3 separate regions of the Mus musculus genome follow, and all the other regions are linked to region 3. A link is a contact called in public Hi-C and HiChIP or PLAC-seq data. All regions are on one chromosome and are shown on one strand. Each heading gives the region's core, a stretch centred on a gene start, on an enhancer-like site or on the middle of the called end of the contact. The rest is flanking DNA. Distances are from core to core; before and after follow the strand shown.

Region 1 (4,131 bases), core at 966-3,465, 110 kb before region 3:
TTTCATGAGATTCTCTAGTATATAATTGTCCCTACAGGGTTTTTTTTTGTTTTTTGTTTTTTTATAAAATTCAGTATTTAACTTCACTTTGTCTATAAATGACACTGTTTTTCATAGATCCTCCACTATCATGAAAAAAATGTCTCATTATAGAGTCTGTGACTCTGCTGTGACTTTCAGTGTCTATTCTGGCTTAAGAATGTGTCTTTAAAAAATTAGGGAAAAGAAAAACACCCATGGAAATGAGTAACACACACAAAAAAAGATTAGCTGGGGAGTGTTCATTCACTTTGCCTTCTTCACAAGCCATTCCTGTCAGTGGTCAGTTATAATAAAGGCAGAGCAAAGTTCCCTGATGTCTACTGAAAAATAGCTGCCTGCCGTTCCTTTCAATTGCTCTGTTGCCCAGGCAGGCCGGCCTCCAGCCAGAAGCCAGCAGGCAAGATTTAAAAGCCACGCTTCAAAATGTTAGAAGCAGCTATCCATGCATCCATAACTTTTAGCCCTCCAGATATGGGGTCATCTTTCAATACTACCCCACTGTCATATACAACATTGGTCTTGTCCCGCATTCAACTGATTGTGTCAAACTATGGAGTAACTATATAATACACATATACAAAGGCACAATGAAACCAATAATCTCCAACCCAGTTTCTTTCTTTATTTGAGTGCTATTACAAAGTTTCCTGCAGTAGGGAGAGTCTGGGGAGGCTGCGATGTGTTCAGCCTGCACTGGATCTCAGAGGAGTCCACGCTCCTGACGGCTGAAGTAGAGACAGCACTTGCCTTGGCTTTAGCTGAGGATGTGAGGTTTCCAGCATTTTAAATAACCAAATCTGTTTCCCTAAATTCTAATAAACCCGGCACATGTTATGTAGACTCTATTTTCTGATTCACCCAGGAAAGTAAATTATGCTGATGTTGATGCATCCTAGAAAAATAAATAGCATTTAACTCACCTTGATTTTTTTTTTTTCAAGAAAGGGCTATGAATGAATTCTTCCACCCAAACAAATCCAATTTGCCAAACTGTATCTTGTTTTATTGTAATGGAGTACGATTCACAAAATCATAATACGATGTTAAAGAAGATGTGTTCACCTTAGAATTGTTTCCCAGGTGTTTTTCAATCTTTGTATAAAAGCTTCGGGGGGGTTTGACTTTGGGGGATGAGACATTCCCCCCCCCCCCCCAAAGCTATACCTGCAGTAAGTCGTGAAATGTCAACAAGTCAGAAGAGAACATTTAATTCTTTAGTCACTGGGTAGGTTGCCTAGGCATTTAGGTCCACGCCCAGATGACAGGATGAAATGATATTGAGAAGGACTGCGCTCAATTTAGCACAGTCACACAACGCATAGATTTATTATAAGAAACAACGACAAACATTTAGAAGCCACACAGCACAACTACTTTCGTCATTGTGATTTGTATGAAGCTAGTCGGCAAACAACACTGTTAATGTTTTTAGAGAACTCTCTCATTTCCTGATGACTTTGCAGTGTTTCTGAGCAATAGAGAACCTCCGTTGGCCATGACAACTTGATAAAAAAAAATAAAAATAAAATAAAGTAAAATAAAATAAAAAGGAGGAAGAAAGGCGAGGAAGAGATGGTTTGAGGCAATCAGAACACAGCCGTGTTAAAGAGTGGGTGCCCGGGTGGAATCAAAACAGCAGGGAGGATCAAAATACAGACTGAAGAGAGAGAGAGAGAGAGAGAGAGAGAGAGAGAGAGAGAGAGAGAGAGAGAGAGAGAGAGAGGAACCGAGGTGTAACAGAATCTTGGTAATTGTTATACACCACGGAGTGGAGCGAGCCGCCCGCTCGAAGCTGAGTCCGTCTCCTTCCCAGTATGTTCCGAAAGAAAATGAGTCTTGTTAATATCTTCGCAAAAGTCAATCCTCTTTCAGCAATCAAACAGCGCTCTTTGTAACAGAGCTGCAAAGTACGTGGGGTTTTCAGCCACACTGTAATATTTTTATAGCCTCGCAGTCACCATCTATTCCGTATACACAAACATCCGCGTACCCAGAAAATAATTGTGGATAATTCAATGTTCAGATTCGATAATGGATGCTCAAATAAATATGAGAATTCCAAGCAAATTTGTGCAAATGAAAAAAGATTTCCTCTGACATAATGGCCTGGTGCAAGGCTGTGCGTAATGAGCTGTAATTTGTCTGGAAGAGCATTTTAAAGGGGTTGATCCATCCACGGGAAGGGCCAGCAGCCGTTCCAAGCCTCATAGCACTGAGCCGGCCTGCCTCGTCTCCGAGGAAATTACACCACAAGCGGGCCAAATTTCTGACAACTTCCATAAATTACTTCAGATTTTCATATTTCAAATTTCATCTGCATTCATCATGTGAGTTTGACTGGGGAAGAAATGTCTAGGAGCAGCTCGGCTAGCATTCAATGCAGCCGTCCCAGGAGCCTGCCCTGGGACGAGATAATTGAATTTGGTTTTGATTAGATTACTCCTGCTGCAGTCTACTGCCAATCTGAAGTATTGTGCCTTCCTCTCTACTTAACCTTCCTGCCCCATGCCTGCTCCAGCCTGCATGCAGCTCTCTGTATTGCAGAATATATTTGAACAATCAAAGTTAGGAGTTATTATTTTGCCTTCCATTGTCCATCCTTATAAAAGCACACATCCTTCACTGGGCTGCCTCTTCCCAGAAATCGGATTACTTTCTTTTTTTTAGTTTGTAATATTGTTTACCATTTTCAGTGGAAAGTGCCCTGTAATTTAGGTGGAAAATCTAAAATCATTACTAAATCTTGGCATGATGCAATAGACTATAAATAAGGATCATCTTTAAAACAACTATAATCATCACTCGGCGACACATGAGGAGACTGAAAACAGGTGAATAATGAATATGCCCATCCATTAAACTAAAAAAAAAAATCCATTGTAAACTGAAGTTATTTTTCAACCCTTTACCTAATGGTCAACGAGGAGAGCTCTCTGTAATCGCTTTTCCAAAGCAGGCTATTAGAAATTCAGAATGCAAACTCGTGGTAAACATGCAAAAGCATAAACACTATTAACTGAGGAGAAATACGGACACAATAGCAAAATAATCTGGGAAACAGACATAGGGGAATTAAATTTGAAAACACGAAATTGACGATTAACAGTAAATACAGACTGTGGCTATCTCACAATGTCTAAGCACATTTTTCCCCTTTGGTTTTAGAAAATGACTACATTTATGTGAGAGCCAATAACCGAAGAACACCAAAAATGTTTGTCGCTGACTAAGTTAGAGGCAGGATTCTTAGGAACACAGATAAATAAACAAAGCTAATGTTGTTTTTAAGTGATATCTATCACTTCCTCTTTATTGAGTTATCGCTTTAAACAATATAAGTTTCTTTGATGCCATGTGTCTGAACTGCGGACTTCACCTTCTTTATTGTTCTCCATTTTGATGAAAAAAAATTGAATTGGGGTCTGTTTTATTGAATTTTGTTCAGTAAATATACTGAAATCATATTTTTGTTAGAAACTATCAATAAATCCAGTATAAGAAAAGTAATAAGATACAAATATGAACAGGACCTTTGCAAAGGAAATATTGCAAAGAGAGTGAGCCCAGAAAATATATTAGGGAGTGTGCTTTTCCCTGCTGCTAGAAGAAGATGCAGGAGGAAGGACAGGAAATGGTGTTGTTTTTAACACAGATTCCGTGCTTGAAATGAAACCAACTCCAACTACTCAATCATGTGGCCCAACCTGACATTGCAGTTAGAAAATACAGTAGGTGTGCCCCTAAGTCCTTTCCCGAATTAAGATAAATCACCGAAGAGACATCTCCGTTGATAAGTAACCATGATTTCAAGATTATGAAAATTGGAATTTTTTTGTTCACATTCTAATAGAGTGCACCTAACAGTCTCAATTGTTTTTTCTTAAAGCCAATTTACTAACATCTGACTAAAGTATTGATATCCAAAACTCCATTATGTACCATTAGTAATACCAGGAACAACATTGCATGGGCTTACCAAGTTCTAATTTATTATGTCTATACCCCTTGATGCAATGGATAGTGTTTATTCCTCTTAATTTGGGGGAATACTGGAGGTGAAGAGAAAAAAAGAAGCATGTCAGACGTTAT
Region 2 (4,006 bases), core at 41-2,540, 79 kb before region 3:
TTGTATCTTTTCCTTCTTTGGTTTCTCTCTCTCCCTCCCTGACCCCAATCTAATGTATTTATTTATTTATTTATTTATTTATTTATTTATTTATTTATTTATTTATTTATTTATTTGCATTAAATAATTCAGCTCCCTTCCCTTTGTCATGGGGCTGTATTCGGGGAGAGGAAGACAAACTGCTTAGACCTTGAAAAGCACATGGGTTCCTCGCTTAGATGGCGTCTGTGTAGACTCCGAACTCCCTCCATGTTCTATAGGGAAAAAACAGAGCCAGGTGCGTTTCTTCCCAAATCGAATTAGCTGCAAGATGCCACATCCAATTGTGGCAAATTGATGTGAGAGTTTGTGATTTCTGCGGCGGCTCTTACAGCAGAGGTCACCAGGCAGAGACACAGACACCAGGCAGGGGGGGTTGCAGCAACTTGTGGTACAGGCTGCTTCGACAATAGCAGGCAAGACAGAAAACGCAGTCGGCTTTTTGAAAATTGCAAGAGAATCCAGTTGTAAGTACGTATTCTAATTGGATTTACTGTGCCATCATTTACCTCTTTAGGATGTTAACATAACATTATGCTTAATTGAAAAAATGGGTAGTTAACTATTCAGAGGCTAGATTTTCCAGGAACCCCCAACCCCCTGCCTGGTCTAAGCCACAGCTTAATCAGGCACAAAAATATAGGATTCCCCTAATCACATCAGCAAACGGTTTTTAGATTTGAAATAAAATTTGCTTATTTACTACTGGAAATTAGCTAAAAATGTTGACATGTGACAAATTTGCCCTTCCCCATTGTTGTTTTTATAGATCTCCCCTGACATTAACAGGTTTACATCATGCCTTATGACATTTAATTAGTCATAGCTTATTTAATTAGCGTGGCAAGACATCCAGAGCAATCCAAAGATTTTCTGCAAAACCCAAACAGGAGGTGGCACTTCTATAACTCACGGAAGCAGGCAAATGCAGAACAGACCGGAGACCAGACAGCTGTGTTTCTGTAGATACCTCAAACTGCCCTAGCTCGGAACCGGGAGAACAAGATTTCGTAAACCATGTTAGGACCCTTTGCCAAAATTTGTCTTTGCAAGGCATATGCACTGTCAAGCCAACTGGAGCCAAGACACATTTCGGTAAGAAATACCTTCTGCCCCAGGAAGGCTTAGAGTCTCCCTTCAATACACCCAGTAGATTTATTCATCTGGGAATGAATACTCCAGCACGTTGATGCAGAGATCAGTGCTTAGAATCCTTTCTTCTTACAACTTTTCTCTATTTCTTATGGACTTCTGACAGGAATTGATAGTTTCTAGTCCACTCTCAATTCAAATCTTGGATATACTGAGCAGCCTTGCTGGCTTATTGTTATGGATGAGATAAGCATGCTTATGCATTTTATCCCTGCGGAGATGATAGCCCATTGCTGTTCCCATTCTTTGCATGATATAACTGAGGTTCAGGGATAGTTATCCACAGTTTACACCTATGTGGCCAAGTCAGGAGATGAAACTAGTCTTGGAGCATATCCAGGCCCCTGTTGGAGAGCCACGGGTTCTCTGGAGGGCAGATTCACACTTGCTGGCTATATACTTCTTTGGCTTCTGCCCTATTCAAACCCAGAGTCCTTTATTCTGACCCTAAAGCCCGAGTCGCAGCCAGGTCACCTCTCTGCCTTGCTCTGTGCTGCCTAGTTGTGGCAGGTCTCACTCTTCTAGAAAATATGTTGACTGGAAACAACTCAAAACACCAGGGGTATCCACAATGAAAAGCTCTAGGAAACAAAGCAACCATGGAAATAATTATAAGTATAAACATATTTATAACTGAATATAAATGTAAACTCTTCCCATTGCATACTATAAACTGATAATAAAATGAAGCCATCTGTCTTGCCCTGTGTCTTCATGGATTTTTTTGAGATAGTGTCTCACCATGTAGCCCTGGCTGTCCTAGGACTCACTATGTAGTCTAGGCTGGCCTTGAACTCACAAAGTTCCACAAGGCTCTGCCTCCTGAGTGCTGGGATTGAAGGCTGTGCCGCTGCCACCCACCTTATATAGTTTTACCTTTTCTTTTTAAATGCTGTTGTGACCTTCAAACAGAAAGACCTTTTCCATATAGATGTGTGTTAGCTCAACTTTCTCATTTCAATATAGCAAAGAACTTTGTTTCATTCTCATGAATGAACTATAATGTTTAAATTCAAGGGGCCACTTGGAAGGAGCAGGACGAGAACTCTAGCCACCCCCTATTTTTACTGCACAGAATTTTAGAGGTGAGCTTTAAAAACACCCCTGTGTCTGTCTCAGGTTTAGATTGCTTGTGAAACATAACTTTAAAGCACTTACCAGAATCTTCCTGTGGACATAAATCCCACATATGTGTAGTCACTGGAACGCCTCCCGAGCCCCCTCACAAGTAGGGGATAGAGATGTCCGTTTTATGCCCAAGCACCAGGACTCCAAGTGCATTAAGAAAATCATCTCAGTGTGGCTTTTACTAATGCAGAGTATTTTAAAAATGAAACGAGGCAGATACAATAGCAGAGGTGCCACAGATAGAATAAATATCACTTAACCAATTACCAATTATCCATGCTGAGGCAGGACGAGGCAGAGTCTTGATAATTAAAACCCCAAATAAACCGAATGTTGGTTTAACCAACGATTCTTCTTTTGCAAGAATGTCTAAGGAACAGCCATAAAATGACTGATCTGAGTTTCACTTCCTCCCCCTGCCTCCACCTGCCCACCCTCTGACGGGGCTCTGATGGGCAGGAGACCGGTCAAAGGGCAGACAGCTGGAGGGAAGTCAAAGGGAGTAGCGGGGACCCACAGAGTGGAGAATCTGCCCCTGGATAATTGAGAGTTGATTGGATACACAATGGCATCCCATTGTCTCCTTCTCATTTTGGAGAAGGGGCCACAGACAAGTCTGCCGTAAGTAGCTCCCACCTGGCCCTTCCTCTCCTGGGCCAGCTGTGAGCATTCATTGGTGACAGCCATGTTTAGCACATTCCTGCTCAGCCTGGAGAAATCAAGATTTGAACTAGAAAGTTCTGGCCATACCAGAAGCCTGGCTCCATCGCTTCGCACAACTTCAGCCAGGGTCAAAGGCGAGATAAACCTGTAGAGGATGCCAAGAAATGGAACATTTCCGGATCCGATGCCCAGAACTCCAGGCCCGCCGCTCCTTGGGCCTGCATTCTGCCTTTTGACTTCCTGATGCCTTAGTTCCTGCCGCTCTTGCCCTGTGTCCCGCCCCACCCCCGTGCCTTAGTACTTCATCTTCTTTCCTGTCTCCTGTGCCTTATTCAAACCTCACATGAGCATCACTATCATGGTGCACGGAACTAGAGCTGGTATTCTGGGTCTCTATGGGGCACCTGGACCATGGCAGACACAAAACCACACTGGCATTCATCTTATCTCTTCTCAGGTATCCTTTGTCTGCTGAGGGAATCTTATGCTGCCCTGTTCCCATGGAGGGTGATGCCTTCCTCTACCACAGTCTCCTGCTGCAGCTGTTCAAGAACCCATCATTCTCCTCTATAAAACTCAACGTGGGAAGCTGTTGTGTGTACACTGGCATCATTCAGGGAGCCTCTCACTCTGAGTGATTGACATTTAAATCAGAAGAGGTGAGAGGTTAATCCCTCCCCTGTGATGCAGCACCATACTGTATGTATTTGACTGTACTGGTTTTCTCATTTGTTTTTTTTTTTTTTTTTTTTTTTTGTAGCCTCTGCACTCAGCACAGCACACGGCACACGGGAGGTGTGTTTAGTGAGCAAACTTGTCGGTCTATTCCTTAGCTGATGAGAAAGGGCTGTACAAGAGAAAATGCAAGCTTTACTCCCAATATTAGTTTTCCATTGGGAACCATTTTGTCTGCTTCTGTGAGAGCCTGCTTGTCAGGAGGAGTCAAGGCAGGCCCTGGCCTGCTGGCAGATTTCTTGGCCTGCTCATGCACGGGACAAGAAGAGGGGATACACTTGAAGCTCAA
Region 3 (4,270 bases), core at 599-3,098:
GAAAAACCATTTAGAGTGTTGCAATTTGTTTCCCGCCGCAGTCAAACCTTGAACGCATTTATTTTCATCTTACCCTCGTGCACAAAAAAAGTGCACGTTGCTCACCAAGGGCCCTTCTTTATCAAATACGCATTGTACAGCGTACAACTGCAATAAAACTATCAGCTCTCCCCATAAAACTATCACCAGCTTCCTCGCTGGGTCTCCTTGCCTGAACTCGCCAGTTCAGCGCTCTTCCGTACAGAGGATGCGCAAACACCTGGGCCGAGGCTGAAAAGGCTGGGGGCCGGTGTCGCTGTGGGTTTAATCCATTACAGCGTCTGCAGCGGTTTAGTGTGCAATAAAGTAGGGTGGCAGTGGAGAGCGGGCGCCCATCCACTCCCCAGCACTAGCATCGAATTAAACCACTTAGTTTGGCAAACACTGAACGCCTAAATGCCCCTATAAAGACTTTATGAGTTTGTTACTTTAATTACTGACTTGTTACAGAGCACATAAAGGGGGTAATGAATGCAATAAAACTAATTATCTACACATTTAATTCATATAAAATATCCAGGGTTTGTTTACACCGCACGGCGATTCAACTAAGCATTTCCCCCCTCTTGTCCACCGAGAGGAAGGATTTAATGAAATATTTCCCTTTATTCTGCTAGAGTCTAACGAACCAAATGAAAATTACCCTCCGCTTAAATCATAGGGCCAAGGAGGTCCACAAATCACGGCTGGCTTCTTTGTCTGCGCCTTGTTGCCAGGACCCAAGAGCCCGAGGAATCGAACTAGGAAAGTGCGCTGCTTCGAGCCGTTGCCTTGTTTGCTTAAATTGCTCCGTGAAGTCCAAAAACCTAAAGGGCAAACAGGCAGCGATCCTCTTTGGGAAACTCCAAGTCTGGAGGGGATTGGGACGCGAAAGAGAGTGCGAGAGCAAAGGGCTGGAAAAGGAGACCCCCATTTGGGTACATTTCGTGCTGGGCTTGGTAGCTAGCGAGTGATTAAAACGAACCTCCACCACGGGAAGTTTCATACACGCCGATGCAAATCTGAACTAACGCAGGCAGACACAGCACTGCTAAGCGCAGAGAAACGTTCAGTAGGAAATCCAGATGTTTCACCTTTGAGAGCTTTACTCGGTTGTTTATTTTACTCTTGTAAAGGGGCTGTCTGCCCACGTCTTTGGAAAGCACATTAAGCTTCGAGGAGAAACACAATTGATAAGATGCTATTTTTTCCAACCCCTTGGACTAGGTGTATTTTAAAGAAATCCGCTTATTCTTATCGTTCACATAAAACCCTTTGGCCCACTTACGCTATGTTACAGGGCGCCTGAGTCTTGCCAATGTCCCAGTCCTTTATAGCATTTCATGCACTTCGGGGGAAGGCTTGTTGTTAAATTGAGCGTGTAACACTCTTACAAAACAGGTTTTCTATGACATCAAGGTTTCTTCTCCCTAACCAAGAAAAAAAAAAAAAAAAGGACGAAGAAGGGGGGAAACACACTATCTCAATTTATGCCTAAGGTATATGATCAGTTAAAAAGGCTTAAAAGCTCTTGGAAATTGGATCAGGGAAAATCGTCACCCAACTTTCATTATTTCCAAGTAGCGTGATTGAATTAAAGGGCAGGAGCTGGTTAGAAGGGAGGATCAGGGGCTCGGTGCGTAATGGTGTGGTATTAAATTCTAATTAGAGATGCAGGAATCAATGATAGGGAGGTTGGACAGCTCAGTTCCCCAGTGCCAGCCCAATAGACGGATGAGTTATTGTCATGTAAAAAGCGCCAGCAATAAGACCAACCGCTTTGCTATTGTCCAAGTGGAAAGAGCCAAGTTTATTATGAGGACTATATACTCTAGAGACCTCAGACAAGGCATCTCACAGGAGGCTTTTTCATAAAACTAGGCTCGGCTGGTAGTAAGGAGGCCAGTGTGGAGGCAGGCGTTGAGCAGTGCACATCTCCCCACTCCAGCCACCGTCTCCACATCCATCTTTTATTTCATTTTTCCACTTGGCTGAGCCATCCAGAACCTTTTCAATGTATAAAATGGAATATTCTTACCTCAATTCCTCTGCCTACGAGTCCTGTATGGCCGGGATGGATACCTCCAGCTTGGCTTCAGCATATGCAGACTTCAGTTCCTGCAGCCAGGCCAGTGGCTTCCAGTATAACCCGATAAGGACCACTTTTGGGGCCACGTCCGGTTGCCCGTCCCTCACGCCGGGATCCTGCAGCCTGGGCACCCTCAGGGACCACCAGAGCAGTCCGTACGCCGCAGGTAAGGACCGCTAGCTCTCTCAGCGGAAGAAGCTGCCTTTCCGCTCGTATATAGGAAGCCTTGATTGCATTTGAAAATGGAAATGTGTTTAGTATTTACCAAACGAAATTTGCTTACACAAATGAAAGAATTTATCACGTTAGAAGCGATTGCAGGGAGGGGTAATTCACTTACAGGGTTACACTATCCTAGTCACACCCGAACCGCCAACAAAATTATCTTAAGCTGCCAAAATGATAGGCATAATTTATTTACTTTGCGATGAGACGTAAAGCTTAGAAAATAATTAAATAACAAAGAGTAAAGCTCATTACTGGCGGTGTCTCTTTTTTTAAAAGAACCGACAGCGGCTCACACCTCTTTGGCCGGTCATTTTTATGATCATTTCTTGAATTTATTGGTTTTCTTTACAGCACTATCCCCCAACTTTGCGGTATCAAGTTCTGAGAATTGAAAAGTTGCAACAGTGGGCGTGAGTGGTTAACTTCGTTCCTGGCTTTCTGATATTCCAACTAATGATGGTTTTGGACTGTTTTCCTGCTGAATGAACTATCCTCCATTTGGGGCCTCAAACACTCTCCAACTTGCTATTTCATCTCACCCAAAGGCACTTGGGCCACAAAAACAGGCACAAAGTTACACTCGCGCCCCTGTTTCTGTATGATACTAATTTGCTGGGTTTTCTTGGCAGGTCGCCGTAACTAAAACCTCCTTCTAGAAGTGCCTGGTGTCTGTAGCGGCTCCCGGGCTATCTGACCTTGGTCCCCGCGTTCTGGTTCAGTGGCCCTTCACATCCTGACTGTTTTGCTCACTCTAGTCTCCTCTGTCATCCTCTAGTTCCATACAAACTCTTCACCGACCACGGCGGCCTCAACGAGAAACGCAAGCAGCGGCGCATCCGCACCACCTTCACAAGCGCGCAGCTCAAAGAGTTGGAGAGGGTCTTCGCTGAGACGCACTACCCTGACATCTACACCAGGGAAGAGCTAGCACTGAAGATCGACCTCACCGAGGCGAGAGTCCAGGTACGGGAGACCGAGTGCCGCAGCAGCAGTGAGGGGGTGGGTGCTGACGCTTACGGTTCCAAAGGGACCCAGGCCCGTCACAGAAATGGGATTTGGAGTGTTATGCGCACGAGCGGGGATGGGGGGTGGGGGCTAGGACACAGACTCTAGGTAATTTATTCACAACTGCAGTGTTTCCCACCAAAGCAGGGGTTTGGGAGTTTGAACGAACAAGGCTTTTTTGGAGAGAAGTGTCCCGTGAGAGGAAGATTGCATCCTCTACCTGTATCTATGTCAGCTTAATTGCGTGATTCGTTTGCCCACAGTGCCTCTTAACTCAAGCGCCCTTAAAAAATCTAGTGCCCCTGGCGCAAGGAGTAATTTCCTAGTAACCAGGACTTGAAATAGATTCACGAAGGGGTTGTTACTCCATTAGAGTCAGAAACCCGCACCTTACTATAGCTAACCAATTGGGAGCAAAGGTGCTTTCTGGAGCTGGTCCCCCTAGCTGGGTATAAGGTCGGTGAGCACTAAGAAGGTTCCTCTGTGGATGGCCAGTGGATCCGTTGTGTCACCAAAGCGAAAGGCACCCTCCTTCCACCATTAGACCTGAGAAGCCTAGAAGTAGGTGAGACGCCCGTTTAAGAGTACGGAAAAAAAAAAAAAGAAAGAAAGAACGAAAGAAAGAAAGAGAAAAAGAAAAAGAAAAAGAAAAAGAAAAAGAAAAAGAAAAAGAAAAAGAAAAAGAAAAAGAAAAAGAAAAAGAAAAAGGCTTCACTTTTAGGGCCTTCCTGCTATCTTTGTACTTGTCCCTTACGGTGTCATTTCTTTGGCACTTTCGTTTGGGTCCTAGGAAAGTTTCTCAGCAAAGGCAGTAGCAGCGAGAAGGGCAGACTTGTCGGACTCTGCTCTGTAGTGTCTCAATGGTCCATTCATACAGCGAAGTGTGTGTGTGTGTGTGTGTGTGTGTGTGTGTGTGTGTGTGTGTGTGTG

Evidence for each region. Hi-C and Micro-C count contacts between places; a contact is called where the count stands out from the background. HiChIP or PLAC-seq counts read pairs in DNA pulled down with a chosen protein or histone mark.
Region 1: a contact with region 3 is called in an H3K4me3 HiChIP or PLAC-seq map of craniofacial prominence, with 2.8 times the contacts expected there. The contact joins the enhancer-like site here to the promoter of Phox2b in region 3. A contact is called at or near these places in 22 of 39 promoter capture datasets (3T3-L1-derived adipocytes, the HPC-7 cell line, HPC-7-derived erythroid cells and 14 more), 22 of 484 Hi-C or Micro-C datasets (CD8 T cells, the N1E-115 cell line, cortical glia and 12 more), 18 of 115 datasets of contacts at active chromatin or transcription factors (bone marrow-derived dendritic cells, craniofacial prominence, embryonic basal ganglia and 10 more) and 5 of 9 other capture datasets (adipose tissue, embryonic tail, liver and 2 more).
Region 2: a contact with region 3 is called in a Hi-C map of the N1E-115 cell line, with 9 times the contacts expected there. The contact joins the enhancer-like site here to the promoter of Phox2b in region 3. A contact is called at or near these places in 2 of 39 promoter capture datasets (embryonic stem cells and macrophages), 6 of 484 Hi-C or Micro-C datasets (the N1E-115 cell line, embryonic stem cells, olfactory sensory neurons and 1 more), 4 of 115 datasets of contacts at active chromatin or transcription factors (embryonic hindbrain, embryonic midbrain and embryonic stem cells) and 1 of 9 other capture datasets (adipose tissue).

Annotation. Positions count from the first base shown.
Region 1 is chr5:67,203,640-67,207,770 of GRCm38.p6, reverse strand. No RefSeq gene overlaps it. Among named protein-coding and RNA genes, the nearest start is that of Gm33293, 26 kb to the left of the region's middle. Within about 2 kb of position 2,215, at least 5 of the 459 cell types and tissues checked have an H3K27ac peak or open chromatin away from gene starts, as enhancers often do. A contact at or near this core is called in the N1E-115 cell line, craniofacial prominence and stem cell-derived motor neurons, where this site is marked.
Region 2 is chr5:67,175,760-67,179,765 of GRCm38.p6, reverse strand. No RefSeq gene overlaps it. Among named protein-coding and RNA genes, the nearest start is that of Gm33293, 54 kb to the left of the region's middle. Within about 2 kb of position 1,290, at least 7 of the 459 cell types and tissues checked have an H3K27ac peak or open chromatin away from gene starts, as enhancers often do. A contact at or near this core is called in the N1E-115 cell line, where this site is marked.
Region 3 is chr5:67,096,704-67,100,973 of GRCm38.p6, reverse strand. Phox2b (paired-like homeobox 2b) reads left to right here and starts at 1,848. Exons shown (of 3, transcript NM_008888.3): 1 at 1,848-2,273; 2 at 3,111-3,298. The coding sequence starts at 2,033. Gm33167 (predicted gene, 33167) reads right to left here and starts at 2,294. Exons shown (of 4, transcript NR_166599.1): 1 at 2,057-2,294.